2 separate regions of the Mus musculus genome follow, and region 2 is linked to region 1. Evidence: chromatin contacts called from public HiChIP or PLAC-seq data. All regions are on one chromosome and are shown on one strand. Each heading gives the region's core, a stretch centred on a gene start, on an enhancer-like site or on the middle of the called end of the contact. The rest is flanking DNA. Distances are from core to core; before and after follow the strand shown.

Evidence for each region. HiChIP or PLAC-seq counts read pairs in DNA pulled down with a chosen protein or histone mark.
Region 2: a contact with region 1 is called in an H3K4me3 HiChIP or PLAC-seq map of fetal liver, with 6 times the contacts expected there. The contact joins the promoter of Erlin1 here to the promoter of Ubtd1 in region 1. A contact is called at or near these places in 3 of 115 datasets of contacts at active chromatin or transcription factors (astrocytes, fetal liver and large pre-B cells).

What each region holds. Positions count from the first base shown.
Region 1 is chr19:41,976,780-41,984,549 of GRCm38.p6, reverse strand. Ubtd1 (ubiquitin domain containing 1) reads right to left here and starts at 2,787. Exons shown (of 3, transcript NM_145500.3): 1 at 2,542-2,787. The coding sequence starts at 2,611. It overlaps Mms19 (MMS19 cytosolic iron-sulfur assembly component), which reads left to right and starts at 3,414. Exons shown (of 31, transcript NM_028152.3): 1 at 3,414-3,551. The coding sequence starts at 3,437.
Region 2 is chr19:44,067,856-44,074,939 of GRCm38.p6, reverse strand. It overlaps Erlin1 (ER lipid raft associated 1), which reads left to right and starts at 5,155. Exons shown (of 12, transcript NM_001164360.1): 1 at 5,155-5,249; 2 at 5,545-5,668. The coding sequence starts at 5,556. It overlaps Chuk (conserved helix-loop-helix ubiquitous kinase), which reads left to right. Exons shown (of 21, transcript NM_007700.2): 21 at 400-1,606. The coding sequence ends at 429.

The DNA of each region.
Region 1 (7,770 bases), core at 1,538-4,037:
AGCCGGGTGTGGTGGTGCACGCCTTTAATCCCAGCACTCAGGAGGTAGAAGCAGGCGGATTTCTGAGTTTGAGGCCAGCCTGGTCTACAAAGTGAGTTCCAGGACAGCCAGGGCTATACAGAGAAACCCTGTCTCAAAAAAACCAAATAAACAAACAAGCAAACAAACAAACAAAAGGTAGGATGTGGTGGTAGACTCCTATAATCCCAGCACTCGAGGCTGGAGAGAGTTCAAGGCCAAGCTAGGGTACATGGCTATACTAGGTACATAGGGAGTTCTAGGCCAGTCTGTTTTCATTATATTGCAAATGTCCTGTCTCAAAAGAAAAGAAATGAAGGCAAATAGGATGGATGGATGCATTTGGGGTTTGAGGTGTAATCTGAAGAAAGACTCTCCTAAAGTGGAAAAGGTATGAAAACATTACTGGCCTTAATGTCAAGGAAGAGGAAGCAATCGGGTTCTAAAAGGACCAGGCCAGACTTGCCCAGTCTTGAAAGTTAAAGGCCTTGTAGAGGTAGAAGGTACTGAACAAAAATAACTGCAGTCTGGACACACAGTGGCTTCTAGATGGAGTGTATGCAGGTATGAGATGAATGACTGATGGTGAGCTTGCCCTCCCTGGAGCTCACTGCAGCCTGGGGGAATAGCCGGGCTTGAGATGGTTTGGGAAAGGGCATGTCTGTAAGACACAATGACTCTGATGGAAGAACTAGCAGGCTCCTGTGACGAGCTGACAGAAAGCTGAGGACAAGTCAGCAGAGTACAGGACAGCGGGTAGAGATGTGCAGAACCTGTTGTGGATGGGTTGAGCCCCAGGATATCCACAGTACTGATGTCTGCCTAGACATGGGGGTCTGGGAATCAAGCTGGTAACTAAGAGACAGGGGTCTTCCTGATGGACAAAGAGTTGTGCAACTAAGTAAGCTATCTCTGGGAGGGAGTGTCATGAGGAAACCCAGATTGTCAGACTGAGCCACTGGTGTATAACAGGTGAGGGTGGGCAAGAGAAATTGAAAAGGAAAATCGGAGGATAGAGATGCAATTCAATGGCAGAATGCTTCTGTAAACTCCTGACCCTCAAAACTGGAAAAAAATAATGATAGAGAAAGGAAACCAGGATAAGGATAGCAGAGATAGAAAGCAGTTCGGAGACTGAGGTAGGAAAGGGTAGTCAACCATAAAAACACGAGGCAAGATCAAGGATGGAGCATACAAGAAATCAAAATTATTTGCTTTCTGCTTGATCAAATGTATGAATGATATAAATGAATGAATGAATGAACGAACAAAAGTCCTTGGTCAGAAGAAAGGCCAGGGTTGCTTTCAAAAGGAATTTGTAAGTTTTACTCCATCCTCCCATAAAAACGTTTCTGCTTGCACAAGTCATCCTGTCCAGCACACACACACACACATCCTTCCCAGCTTCCCCTGTGCTTCTCCCCATCTTCCTTCCCAGTTTACACAAGCAAAACAACACACCTTCAGTGTCAAAGCAGACAGGAAACTCCAACTAGAGTTTCCACTTCATTAACAACTGCGCCTGTGGCTCCTCTTACATAAAGGGGTATGTGGTAACAAGGGGGAAGAGACCGGATTCCAACCTCAGTTGCACTTCTAACTCACTGTGTGACTTAGGGGAAGCTGCCCAACCTCTCTGGATCTGTGTTTTTACATAAAAGAGAGGTAGATCTGGAAATTCAGTCCAGTGTTGAAGGTCTTTTTGCGCGCCACAGTTTATCATTTGCATAAGTTCTTTGCAACACCCCCAGAGAAGAGAGTACAAGACAGGGAAATGACCCTCAAACGAAGCGCCAGGACAGGGCTGGTGTACCAAGAAAGTGAGACCGCGCTACTGGAGCTTCGAAGATTGCCAGAGAGCAGATCCCATTCTCATGGCTGAGAGGGATCCCATTCCAAGAGCTGAGAACGCTCCTAACAAACACGAAGGCGACGCTCACCCCGCACCCCACCTTTCCTAGACTCCCAGACAGCCACCGAGGCTCCAAAAAGCCGTGTGGAGAGGTGGGAGGAAATAAAGATTTCTATTTTCCATGGTCCTGCACTGCTTTTTACAAGTCGGATTCCCGCAGACAACGACCTGCAGCCCGATAATGACACAGTGACTCGCTGGAATGAGCGACTGTGTTCGCCTCGATCGCTCCGACTTCTGGGGACGCAGGCTGCCCACGCCGCGCCCCGGCCGGCCGCCGGCCGACCCTGGCCGGGGCTGCCAGATCCGCGGCGCACTCGCTTGGCCCCCTCCGCCAGCCTCGTCGCGGTCTGGAAACATTTCCTGCCCCCGCCCCCATCCCCAGCTTCCCGGTGGGAGCGAGTTGGCCTCCCGGCCGGGTCAGCGCTCGCAGTTACCCCAACTCGCTTCCCAGACAGCCCGCGCCGGGGAGGGCCCCGTCTGGCTCCGAGAAGCCGTGGGGGAACCCAAGCGCCCGGCGCCGAGCGAGGTCGCTCGGGAACCCCAAGGTTCGGGCAAGGCAAGGGCCAACTGGCAGCGCGCCGGGACCCCGCTGCCTTTCCTGGCGTTACCTGCTCGCTTGCGGGGGTGTCCCGGAGCAGCCGGCCTCTCCCGGCGCTGTCTCCCCACGCAGTTGCCCATGCTGGCTTCTCAGCCGGTCCCCCATGCACCAGAGGCGGCGGTCGGCCGGCTGCTCCACGCTGCTGCCCCGAACCGCGGCGTCCCCGGGTCAACGACTCCCGCAGCCCGACATCGAGAGCTCCTGGATCTCCCCTGGGGAGCGCTCTGCCCGACGCCGGCTTCGCCACAAACTTTGCGGGCCAGCGGAGAGGGAGGTGGCCAGGCCAGGGGGGCCCGCGACAGTGCCCGGCCAGAGACCAGCCCGGCTGGAGGGGCGGAGGGAGGGGGCGGACACCGCCGCAGCTACTCCAGGATCACTCCGAGCTCCCAGCTGGGGCCGGCCCCCCGGAGCCTGTCACTCACCTGCCTAACCCCGCCCCGGCCCGGCCCCGCTCCCTTCCTCCCGCTTGGGGTGGCCGCGCCACGGTCGCCAGCCGCCCCAGGTGCGCATGTGACCGACGGCACCGCCCCTCGGGCCGGGTCTGGTTTTCTCATTGGCTTTTCCCAGGATGCGTACCGCCCCTCGGCCCCACCCAGCCAGGTGCCCGCCCTGTCGCCCGTCTCCCGGGGAGAGCGGCCGGGAATTATGCGCCCTCAACCGCCCCGGCTGCGTGCCCGGCAGTCACTTCCCCTCCCGGAGCCGCGCCCCGGCCCAGGCCCCGCCCTCTGGGGAGGGGCCGTTAGGTCCCTGAAGGGACTGCCTGGCCCAGAGCCGGCAGGCACGTGACCTGGAGGTGCCCCGCCCCTGAAGTCTGCGCCCAACTATTGGCCATGGAGGCGCGTGCGCGGAGAGACACATCTCGTAGCCACACCCACTTCCCCCTCCCACAATCTCTGGCTAGCGTCATGGCTGCCGCCACCGGTCTGGAGGAGGCAGTGGCGCCTATGGGCGCCCTGTGTGGCCTCGTGCAAGACTTCGTCATGGGTCAACAGGAGGGGCCCGCTGACCAGGTGGCTGCAGGTATGGCAAACAACGCCGCGAGGCTTCTGCAGGGGCCGGACCGCAGGGAGCGGCCTCAGCACCCGCGCGCGGCGGGAAGGGAGTGAAGGGAGAGGTGATTGTGATTGGTCCTCTGGCCGCTCTGCCCCCGCTGGGAGCGCTACTGCCCTAACAAGTTGGAGAGTCGCTTGCATCTTCCTTAAAGCTTTCTTTACATTCCGCATCTCGCTGTGGTCCATAGAGAATCATTACATTTCTCCGAGAGTAATAGACTTGTGCAAGGCACAGACGAGTCCGGAAGTGGAGCTGGGACTTGGACTCGGGTGTTCTGGTCCAAACCTGGTGCTTGCACCGCAGGACCGCGTTGTTTGCGGAGTGTTAGGTGAGAAGGTCTGGGTTCCAAGGGTTACGCTCCGGCCTCTTGCCTTCCTGGAAGTAGCGTGCGCTCCAGCTGTTTGAGTGGTTGTAATTGGATGGAGGAGGGGAGGAGCCAGTCTGGCTCTAGGTCGGTGGGCGTGTAGATGACTAGTGTCTTTAAAGATTCACTTATGTGTCTTAGTAGGCTTTAAAAAAAAGAATATATATATATATATAGTATGTGAGTACGCTGTCAGACACACCAGGAGAGGACATCGGATCCCATTATAGATGATTGTGAGCCATCATATGGTTGCTGGGAATTAAACTCAGGACCTCTTCAAGAGCAGTCTGTCCTCTTAATTGTTGAGCTATCTCTCCAGCCCCAAATAGGCTTTTTGATAAATTAGATTTATAACTTTTTAATGTCCCATTTTTTTATCCTTCTTCCCAGAGTTCCAATTTCAGGAATCTCTCAGTTCCGAGTTTATCCAGGATTTGAACAAATCCAGGGTGCCTCTTTAGAATTCTTTCTGAATGTTGAATGTTAGGCCTTCAGTGTCGGGTTTAAGAAATAGAATAAAAAATGGATATAGATGCGGGTTTTTAAAAATTATGTTTGGAAGTTTATGGGTGAAGAAGTTTCTTTAGCAAATTGAACAGATTAATTTTTAGAATATGTGAGAAATGAACTGCTAGAAATATATGTTGGTCCTTAGCAATAGTCCACATTCTCTGCCATTCTATTATTTCTGAGCACGTATTTTTTACCCAGCATGAAAAGAATTGAGGACAGAAATACAAATAAGATACTATCTATGGCCATCAAACTATTATAATTAGTGAGAGAAAGAACTGTGTTGTAAGAGGTAAATATATGGTTCCAGAGCATCAAGGGGCAAAAATGCCTGCTATTGGCTGGGCTTGGTAGTGCATTCCTTTAGTTCCAGGATTTGGCAGGGGGGTGGCAAGTTTGCTAGTGAGTTCTAGGCCAGCCTCAGCTACAGTGTGAGCCCCAATCTCAGAAAGAAAATAAAGCCCCTGGTACTTGCACTTAAGCTTATAACATTTTACAACTTAATCAAGTATAGTCTGTTATGGGTTATTATCAATGCCATTTCCCCCCAGATTTTACTATGGAGATTTCACAGCATTTAACAAAATCTAAAGAATTTTAATTTTTAGTTATTTATCTGTTTGTGTATTGTCTTTTGAGACAGGCTCTCTCTGTGTTGCCCTGGCTATCCTGAAACTCTGTAGACCAGGCTGGTCTTGGACTCAAAGATCTAAATCCCCCTCCCAAATGCTGGGATGACGGGCATGCACTACCCCTGCCCAACTTAAATTTTTTTTTAAAGATCATAGACTCACTACTTAGAGCCTATCACTAACATTTTTTTCTTTAATTTGAATTGTCACAAACCTACCCATTTAAACTGCAGAGATCAATACATTAATCTCTAACTTCTTTATCGAGCTCCTCATTGACTAGTGTTTGCTTTTGGTTTGTTTGGGGGGTAAACTTTAGATCCGGTGAACTATATATCAGGACCGTTGTTTTCACAGAAGCTTAGATATACTTAAACCCACCCCCATACCAAGATAGATGTTACTATATTAATGTTATCTGTAATTGTTCTTCCACATTTGTGCACTCTGGGAATAATAATTTTGGATTTTATGGATGCATAACACATCTTTAAAAGACAGCTTAAATAACTGCCTTCTTATTTTTTCATAAAATACCTTTTTTTGTTATGTCAAAAAAGGGAGCCTGAACTATCATCTTGTTTTAGTGTTTCTATTGCTATGACTAAACTCCATGACCAGAAAGCAAGTTGGGGAGGAAAGGGTTTATTTGGCTTGTACTCGGAGATCACAGTCAATCATTGGAGGAATTCAGGACAGGAACTCAAACCTGGAAGCAAGAGCTGATGCAGAGGCCATGGAGGGTGCTGCTTACTGGTTTGTTCCCTGTGGCTTGCTCAGCCTGCTTTCTTACGGGAGCCAGGACCACTAGCTCAGGGATGGTACCACCCAGAATGGGATGGGTCCTCCCTCATTGATCACTAATTGAGAAAATGCTTTACAGCTGGATCTCATGGAGGCATTTCCTCAACGGATGCTCCTTCCTCAGTGATGACTCTAGCTTGTGTCAGGTTGACACAAAACTAGCCAGTGCATGTATGGTTTAAAATCTACTCTGTAGTACCTGTGTAAGTGAACCCTATTGTAATTTATTCCTCTTAACAAAAGGAAGGTTGGTACAAAGGAATAGTAGCCAGTAAGGTTGAATGGGTTGATGGAGCCGGATTATATATAACCCTGAACTCCAGCGGTAAGGTCTGAATGGCTTGTTTTAGGTAATGGGTGTTCAGCCCTTTAAGCAAGGGTTGTAGAATGAAAGGAAATTTAGGAAGGATTAAATTAGTATTCTTAGTCTTAACTGATCATAGTCTTCGTTGTTAGACTATGATAAGCGGACAGTTTTGAACTATCCCCAGAGCACTTTCTCCAGCCTGAGTCAGTCAGTCTGTGCAGTACTGAACCCATACATCAGCCTTGGAAGCAGCAGCTCACTTACAAGTTACAAATGCAGAAGGAATCCTTTGTGATCACAAGGGAACTGCCATCTTTGTTTGGCACCTGGTGGTTCCTGGTGGAAATAGTTGTCAGCTCCCACGAACATGCAAGTACTAGGAAGGAAATGAGTTGGAAGCCGAGGAATGAAGGCCTCTCAGGCAGCCTCTCATTGATAGCCAGTACTTGTCCCAGCCTTTATTCTCACCACTAGCCTCTTGGACCTTTAGTTCTAGGCACCAGCCTTTGTTCTCCGTTTCCCAAGCGCTGTCCTTCCTGTTCCCTCCACCAGCTTTATCTAAATCCAAAGCTAGACCGTATGGTCAAGGCCCAGCTAGTGCTGTTCCCCCAGTATTTCCTTATTTCCTGGTCTAGACAACATCTCCAACCCCAATAGATTTCCCACCCGCTCATGAACTCACGAGCAGATTTGTTTCACAGGTATGTCTATGAGTACCCACATCTGACCTACCCTACCATTTCTACCAAGAGTCCCCTGGAACTAGCCTGAGTGCACACACCACAAAACTCTTCAGGGCCAACAAGGTGGCTCAGTGAGGTGGCTCAGTGAGTAAAAATTGCTTGATATCCTGAGTTCAGTCCTCTGGATACACGTGATGGGAAGAAAACAGTTTCTCTGAAATTGTTCTCTGACCTCCACATACACAAAATGTAAAAAGGAAAGTTTGTATGACAAGAATTAAGGAAGCAAGTAGAATCTGTGGAATTTGAGGCCCAGTTAGCTCTAAGGCTTGAAGGAAATAAAAAAGCCTACCCTAGATGCACCCAGCATTTTGAGCCTGGGGCCAGGGAAAAGAAGTAACTTAATCAAAAACAGAAGCACCGGTCTACTTTCCCACCCCCATCACTAGGGTTTCCCTTTAGTTCAGCGTTCATTCTATTTTGCCATGGTTTTGATTGCCCAAAGAAACCACTATTACTGAAATAAAATTATTAAGGAGTAAAGAGTAACTGTAGAGAAACGACTGTGGCATCATCAGGAAGGTTTTTATTGTTTTGTTTTGATTTTGAGATGGGGCCTCTTGTAAGCAGACTGGCTGAAAACTGCTTGTATTAACTGCGGATGAGCTTGCACTTATATGATCCAAGGGCCAGGATTACAGGCTTGCGCCATACAGTGCTGGAAACCTACCTCAGAGCCTCTGACAGGCGCTTGCCCAACCGAGCTACATCCTCATCCCCAGAAATGGCCTTTTTAAGAGCCTGCCTAGAACCTATTCCTGGGGGATTTCCCTCCATTCTGCTCATGCGCTTCTACCCACAGCACCCCAGCCCTGGTCCC
Region 2 (7,084 bases), core at 3,906-6,405, 2.1 Mb before region 1:
TTCAGTAAGCTGATAGTTTTACTCTGTAATTACTGTATTTGATGCATATAAGATCGATTAAGCTAATAATAAAAGAGGCTGAATCAAGATTTAGTTGCTTTGAACTATTGATTTGTTAAAACTGGGAGAAGCTACTCTAAAATCTTAGCAAATTCACTGCATTTAGTTTTGATACAACTCTTTGTCTTTCCACTTAAGAGTATTTGACTCGGATTTTAAAATAACTTTAAATACTTTTTGAGTTCCCAGAAGATAAAGTAAGCTAAATTCAAACTCTAACTTCTGTAGTTTTAACTTTTTGAATTTTGAATATAAAATGTCCAAACATTAAAAAAATTTTTAAAAGTGAACTCTACATTCAGATAACTGCTAATTGTGACTTTGCATGCCTGCTTTTAGAGTCTTGATTGGAGTTGGTTAGCAGAATGACTCGACACTCGTTTACTGTCCTGGAGCCTACGAAGCTGTTTTGTCATTTACTCCAAAGTCATCTTTACTTGCTGAAGCCATTCCTCACTTACCAGTCCGTGAGGAGATGGCTGTGATCGGAAACTACGAGTGACTTTACAAGCACAGTAGCTTGGTGTTTTGTTTGTTTCTAATAATTATGATCTCTGAACAGATAGAATTTTATAGCAAATTAGTGAAATTAATTATTCTTTTTAACACCGCAACTAATGAGGGAGATCATTAGTGACCTGCTTATCTTATAAAATTGGAAAAATACTACTACTAGTTTAGCTGATGAAAAAGATAATCTTCTAAAGGCCTAAATTTTCGGCATAAGGCCCAACATGGTATTAGTATACAGGAATGAAAAATTCACCCAGTGTTCATTTGAAGTAAAGTTTTATCTATGGGTTTTCTGTGGAAGAGACTGCTGACAAGTAAAATTGCTCTTCCTGAAGACTAAGCCCAGCCTCCTTGTGTTGCTCTCAGCAAGTGTTCTTCATGGCATCACATGGAGTCAGATGAATCCCATCTTTAATCACACATTTAATAGAGTCCTTTTCCTGTGTAAGGGGTTGGACTTTTGTGCCTTTGATATCAGCTGACCATAATGAATTGTGTTGTGTGCTATATGTATATGTATTTAAGGTGTACATTTAATAATATCAAAGAGAAGATGCCTGTTAATTTATAATGTATTTGAAGGTTGTATTGTTTTTGCATTTGTAAAAATGGGTTACTTGTTTAAACAATCTTTTATGTCTTGTCATACAAATTCCAAAGGGTCTGCATTCCTTTATCTGTAATTACAGTCTCAGAATCCAAGTTCTGAAAACAAGGTATCTATTCTGATCTGACACTGGATCTGCTTATCCCATTTAGTGTGAATATTCATTGATTTATGTGTTTGATTATTGGGATGTGCTGCCACAGGCTCTCTTGAAGGTTGATGTAGTGTGGCGTATGCACTGAATTACCTTTCTAAAATCTGAACAGTTCTCATTCTGAAACATCTAGACTTAAGGGTTTCAGATAAAAGACTGCGGTTCTCTGCCTTATGTTAAATAACTTAGAAGATGTTATTTTGTTTGAAAAAATGTGAAATGCTTTTATATTCTAGTTTTTCACTTTGCATATTAAATGATTTTAAAATTATTTTGAATCTCTACTCATTTTAATACCATAGGCTAATATGGTTTGAGAAAATGTAAAGGGTCATGTGATAGGTTAGGAGCACTAGTGACAGGATAGATTTTTTTATCCTTTGTTATTTGTGTGTGCGCACATGTGTGGAAGCCAGAGGACAACTGTGGGGATAGTCTTCAGGAATATTGCCCTACTTTTTGAGAGTATATCAGTGGCCTGGAGCTTATCAATTAAGGTAGGTTGGGTGGACTGTGAGTCACAGGGTCTTCTTGTCTTTGCCACTACAGGTGGCTTCCACCATGCCTGGCATTTTACATGCATTCTGAGGAACCAGACTCAGATCCTCCTACCTACAAATCATATACTTTACTGATCAAGTCATGTCCCCAACCGTGTACTTCCTTCTAGAATTAAATAGACTTACTGGGAAGAGTTAAGGAACTTCCTTACTGTAATGTTTTTACCTAGGACGTACTAGTACTACTCTATGTGTCTAAAAACATTAAGACTCATCATTTACACCGATTATACACTCCTCCCATCCCATTTTATTATGCTGCCATTCTCCTTGCACCTGAAGCTGAGTTGTCTTTATCTTTGGGTTTGGTTTTTAGACAAGGTCTCACTATTAACCAAGTCTAGTCCACACTTGCCATCTCTCTTTAATCTCCCAAGTCTTAGCTACGGGTGTGTAGCATACATGGCTGTCTTGTACATCTATGTACATGGCTATCTTCTGTCTTTTAAATCATCAGGTGTCAAGGTTTCTTTACAGATGGTAATTCCATCCCTGTCAGCTGAATGATAGGCAAACTCTCCGTTCATTAGCTCTAGAGTCTAGAGACTCTTAATAATAATAAAAAAAAACATTCATTGGGTGCTATTTGCTCAGAAGATATTAACCTATATGCAAAGGTCAGAAGAACTTCTGGTTTTATTTCTGTTGTTTTAAAACAGGATCTCACTGGGCAGCCTAGAACTCCCTATGTAGACCAGGCTAGCTTCAAACTTTATTAACACTCCGTCCTCTGCCTCCCTCTCAGGAGTGCGTGCACCGCCTCACGAAAGTTAAAACTGACAATTCAATAATGGAGTCTTAATGTGTAAGTTTTTTTTTTCCCAGAAATCATGCATTTGTTTTTAACTATCACAATCATTGGCACAAGGATTTGCCAGATTTGGAGGTTTATTTTGATGGAACACAAGTGATGTTAGGACCTTCTAATCTACATGATTTAGACAGGTTGATATGAAGCAGAAAATATAAGATCACCCCAAACCTACTTCTGAAAAATTAGTAAACCACTCTTATTTTTTGTTCAGTAGCAACTTTCAGAATTAAAATCATAAGTTATCAACTGTATATACTTTATTCTATAGGCAACATTACGAGGAACGAAGAATAAACTCGGAAAGCACAGATACTAGACCAAACCAAGTTTGTGCCCCCAACTCTCCCATCAAGCCCAGCATGGTACTGGGTGAGAGCTCTACTGCTAATCTCTATCTGCAGCTTCTTTTTCTCTTTCTGTTTTGTTTCTGAGACAGGCTGGCCTGAAACTCACTCTTCCTGCCTCCACTTCCCGGCTGGGATTTCAGGCATGTGCTTCCACGACCTGCTTTTTTTTGGCAGGGGAAGGGTGTTGTGATCATAAAAAGAGAAAGAGCTATAAGAATATGTTCTGGCACAATGTTGGGGAAGGGGGTGCCTCAGCGGGCCCATTGCCAAGGCATCCCCTCCCCCTGAGGGACCAGACACACACCAATATAGTATAGAATAGAGTTTATTTAGGGCACGGGGAGGGGAGTTAAGAGGGTAGTAGAGGCAGAGAATGGCAGAGAGTAGAGAAGTAGGGACAGGCCATGGCCACCTGGAGGGGGGCAGGGGAACGGGATGGGAAACAAGGAGGCAAGAGGTAAGAGAGGCAAGAGCTTAAGAGTGAGAGGAGGAGCCAAGCAGCCCCTTTTATGGGGCCACGCCTACCTGGCTGTTGCCAGGTAACTGGGGGGTGGTGGGGGAGCATATGTGGCTGCTGCCAGGAACTGTAAGAGTGGAGCTTAGACAGAATACCAACAAAGGGGACCAGAGGAGATGAAAATAGCTAAACTGTAATATTGGTCTGCAACAAACAAGGTCCCATACATTCCGTGGTAATAAAAATCAAATGCACGATACAGGTTAGTGCATGTATTGAAGGGGTGTGGCTAGATTTGCTCTTACAAAGGCCTGAATTGATTCTCTTGCCTGTCATTCTCTTTGTTACTAGCATCATACATAACCTTGTATTTGCTGTTGTATATCCGTTTCCCAGTTTCCTGTCTGTCTTCACTCTCAGCCAGTTACAGATACAATGCCCCAAAAGCACTGCTTTCTGGTATTTTCCTGCACAGGAGTTTGGTAATCCTTCCAACCTTGTTAACCTTTTCTAGTTGTCTCTGCCCTTAGTGAAATAGAATGCCCTTATTTCCCATGTGTCCCTATATCTCTAAACTCTACCCTTTCCTTTTAGTTTTTGTTTTGTAATACATGCACATGGTGTGGGTTTATTCCCTAAACCTTTTATGATTATTAATTATTGTGTGTGTTGGTGTGTGGTGTGGGGCATGGACCTTTATGTGTGGAGATCAGAGGACAACTTGTGGAGTCAGTTCTCTGCTTTTCACTTCTGTGTGAGGTCTAGGGTGAAAATGAAGTCCTCAGGAGTTCACAAACTCCTCTACCCACTGAGCTATCTCACCAGGTCCACGTGGTATAGAATGTTAAAATACAGTGAAAAAAAAAAAAGGTCGATTCCCAGCACCGATGTGGCAGTTCACAACAGCCTTTAACTCTGGTTCCACGGGATTCAATGCCCTCTTGTGACTGCTGAGGGCACCAGGCACACAGATAGTGACTGACATGCATGCAGGCCTAACAGCCATAAATGAAGTCACTGTCTTCTTGTCATACATTTTCTCTATCAGCAGAAAAATGGATCCTAGACTTTGTAAATCTGGTTCTAGCCTATCTTGCCATACAACTCCTTTCAACCTTATCGCCGTCATGAAAACTCAAGCGTTCACTACTCATTTTGGCCTACAAGACAATCCCGACCTCCACATTCAACATACATATATCATTCTGATCCTGTTTCTGGGTGGCTTTCAGAAAGCACTCTGGTGTAGCATTCTGGCACAAAATAAATATTCAGGCCAAGTCTGAATGGTTAATTCTGGTTGAATAGCTTCCTCTTCTGAACTCGAACCCCTGATTCCTTGAGACTGGTCTGGTAGTTTCCCTAGTGCAGGGTGTGTACCTGGAGAATGTGCTTGCCAGTTGGACTAGGGACGAACCACAAAAGGATGCAGGAACAACTCCTACACTGAGGGGCTGGTCCTGTGCACTAGCATGCCTCAACCAGCGTCTGTCCGAGTGACCCACCCCAGGAGACTTGGTCCTCGTCTGGGCACTTAGAATCACTACACTGTGCGCGCACCCGGGGCCAATTTTGTCCCGCCCGCGCACCGTCTCGCGAGTCGCGGGCGGGGGCTGCGTCGCCTGCGTCCCCGCGCAGCCGCAGTACCGGGCAGGTGGGCGGGGCCGGCTGTTGGCAGCAGTTGGCGGGGCCGGGTGGCGGCTGCACGTGCGGGCGGGGGCGATGCGTCACTGACCGGTGAGGCGAGGCTCGGGGGTCGCGGTCCTCCGAGTGCCTGCGATCAAGGCCGCCCTCAGTCGGGACCTAACGCTTGGGGAGTCGGGGAAGAGGTGTCACGACGTACGCCGAGCCGGGGGCACCCGCGCAGGGGGTTGGCGAGGGGAGCGCTTAGCTGAGAGAGAGAGAGAGAGAGCCCGGGGCCGGAGCGCGGGGCTTCCCGCCTCAGCCGCCCGCGACCGTACGCGGGCTCTTCCCTGGGTGGGGACTGGCCTGTCACTCAACGGACTGAGGTTCCTCTTCTCCCCATGCTCAGGAGGAACAAGGATGAATATGACTCAAGCCCGGCTTCTGGTGGCTGCAGTGGTGGGGTTGGTGGCGATCCTCCTGTACGCCTCCATCCACAAGATCGAAGAGGGACACTTGGCCGTGTACTACAGGTGAGCGCCGCCCTGTGCAGCCCGCGATGGTTCTAGAAGCACAGTGGAAGGGTCCAATGGGTCACAGCGAAGTCTGGGAAGTTGCTCTTTTCCGCGGCGTCAGGGGAGCTGCTTCCAGCCCTGCCTGGGAAGTGGTTTCATCCCAGCTGCCGGGAGTTAACCTTTGGCGGGGCACTTTTCCGTTGTCGGGGCAGTTTAGTGCCAAGTTCGTTCTGTACAGAATTGAAGACACCTTAGGGGGCACGGAAGTAGTCACTGCAACCGAGATGACTTCTCATAGTCCGCACAACTGCACAGGTGTTTAGTTTGCCGCTGTGGATTTTTTCCGGATCTCTGTCTTACATAAAGACAGTTCTCCCCAACACTAAGTTGGGTTTTTTCTTCTTCATTAAAAAATCTCCCATTGTCTGGTTATGTCCCCCAAAGTCTTCATGACCAGAGCAATGTCATATATCCCTAAAGGCCAAGAGACAAAAACCACATTTGCAGGCCACTTTTCTCACTTTTTTTTTTTCAAGTCAAGGTGAAAAAGAGTGTGGACTCAGTTGCCATCCACCTGATTTGGCATAAATCAAGTCTAACTTCCCACCAGGTCCTCGTGGTATAAGCTGGGAAGAGAAGCCAGTTTGTGGACAACTTGGGATAGTGGTTTATTCTGAAACAAGCAGATTTTTGAATATTTCCATCATGCCCCCTAAACTGGTATTTCTACTTTTAGATCAGTCCAGAATCCTAGAAAATACATACTTTTGGTGGTATGTCTTAACAGATGGAGTTCTAGCATAAGAAATACCAGCCTGGACCACATTTCCATCCAGTTTATCACTGTCCTTCTGACAGGAAAACCACGAAGAGAACATACGGAGATACCACTCCAAAAAAAATGACTAATGAACCTGCAAAGGTTCATCTTTTGAGTTATGACTTAGGACAAGGATGAATGTTGTGGGAACTTACTATTCGTTGTGTAAAGTAGGACTTTGTGTTGTATTTGTCCCAAATTTGCAGGGGGTGCTTTCACCGTTCACATACTACAGAGTTTGATAAACAAGCCCCTCTCTCAGCTGTCAACTCAACCCTTTCGCTGTCTGTCTTTCCATGCTAGGTTTTTGTTACCTTTAGACAGAAACCATCCCCCTAGGATTGGACTCATGTATTGAAAGAACCATTAGCCTCAGAAAGTTTCTTCTTCCTTGAAAGTTTGGTTTTTTCCTTTTTTAAACTTAGCGATTAAATGTATTGTTTTGATTTGTCTCTTGTTATGTGTCATTAATTGAGAGTCATTAGAATTTTTTCCATAAGTATTTATCGGCAAACTAAAGACCAGAGAGGATCTTTTGAACCCAAGAGCAGTGCTAGAGACGCAGAGGTGTGGTTGGTGGAGCTTATGAAACAGGGTGCAATATTGGCAGTGGA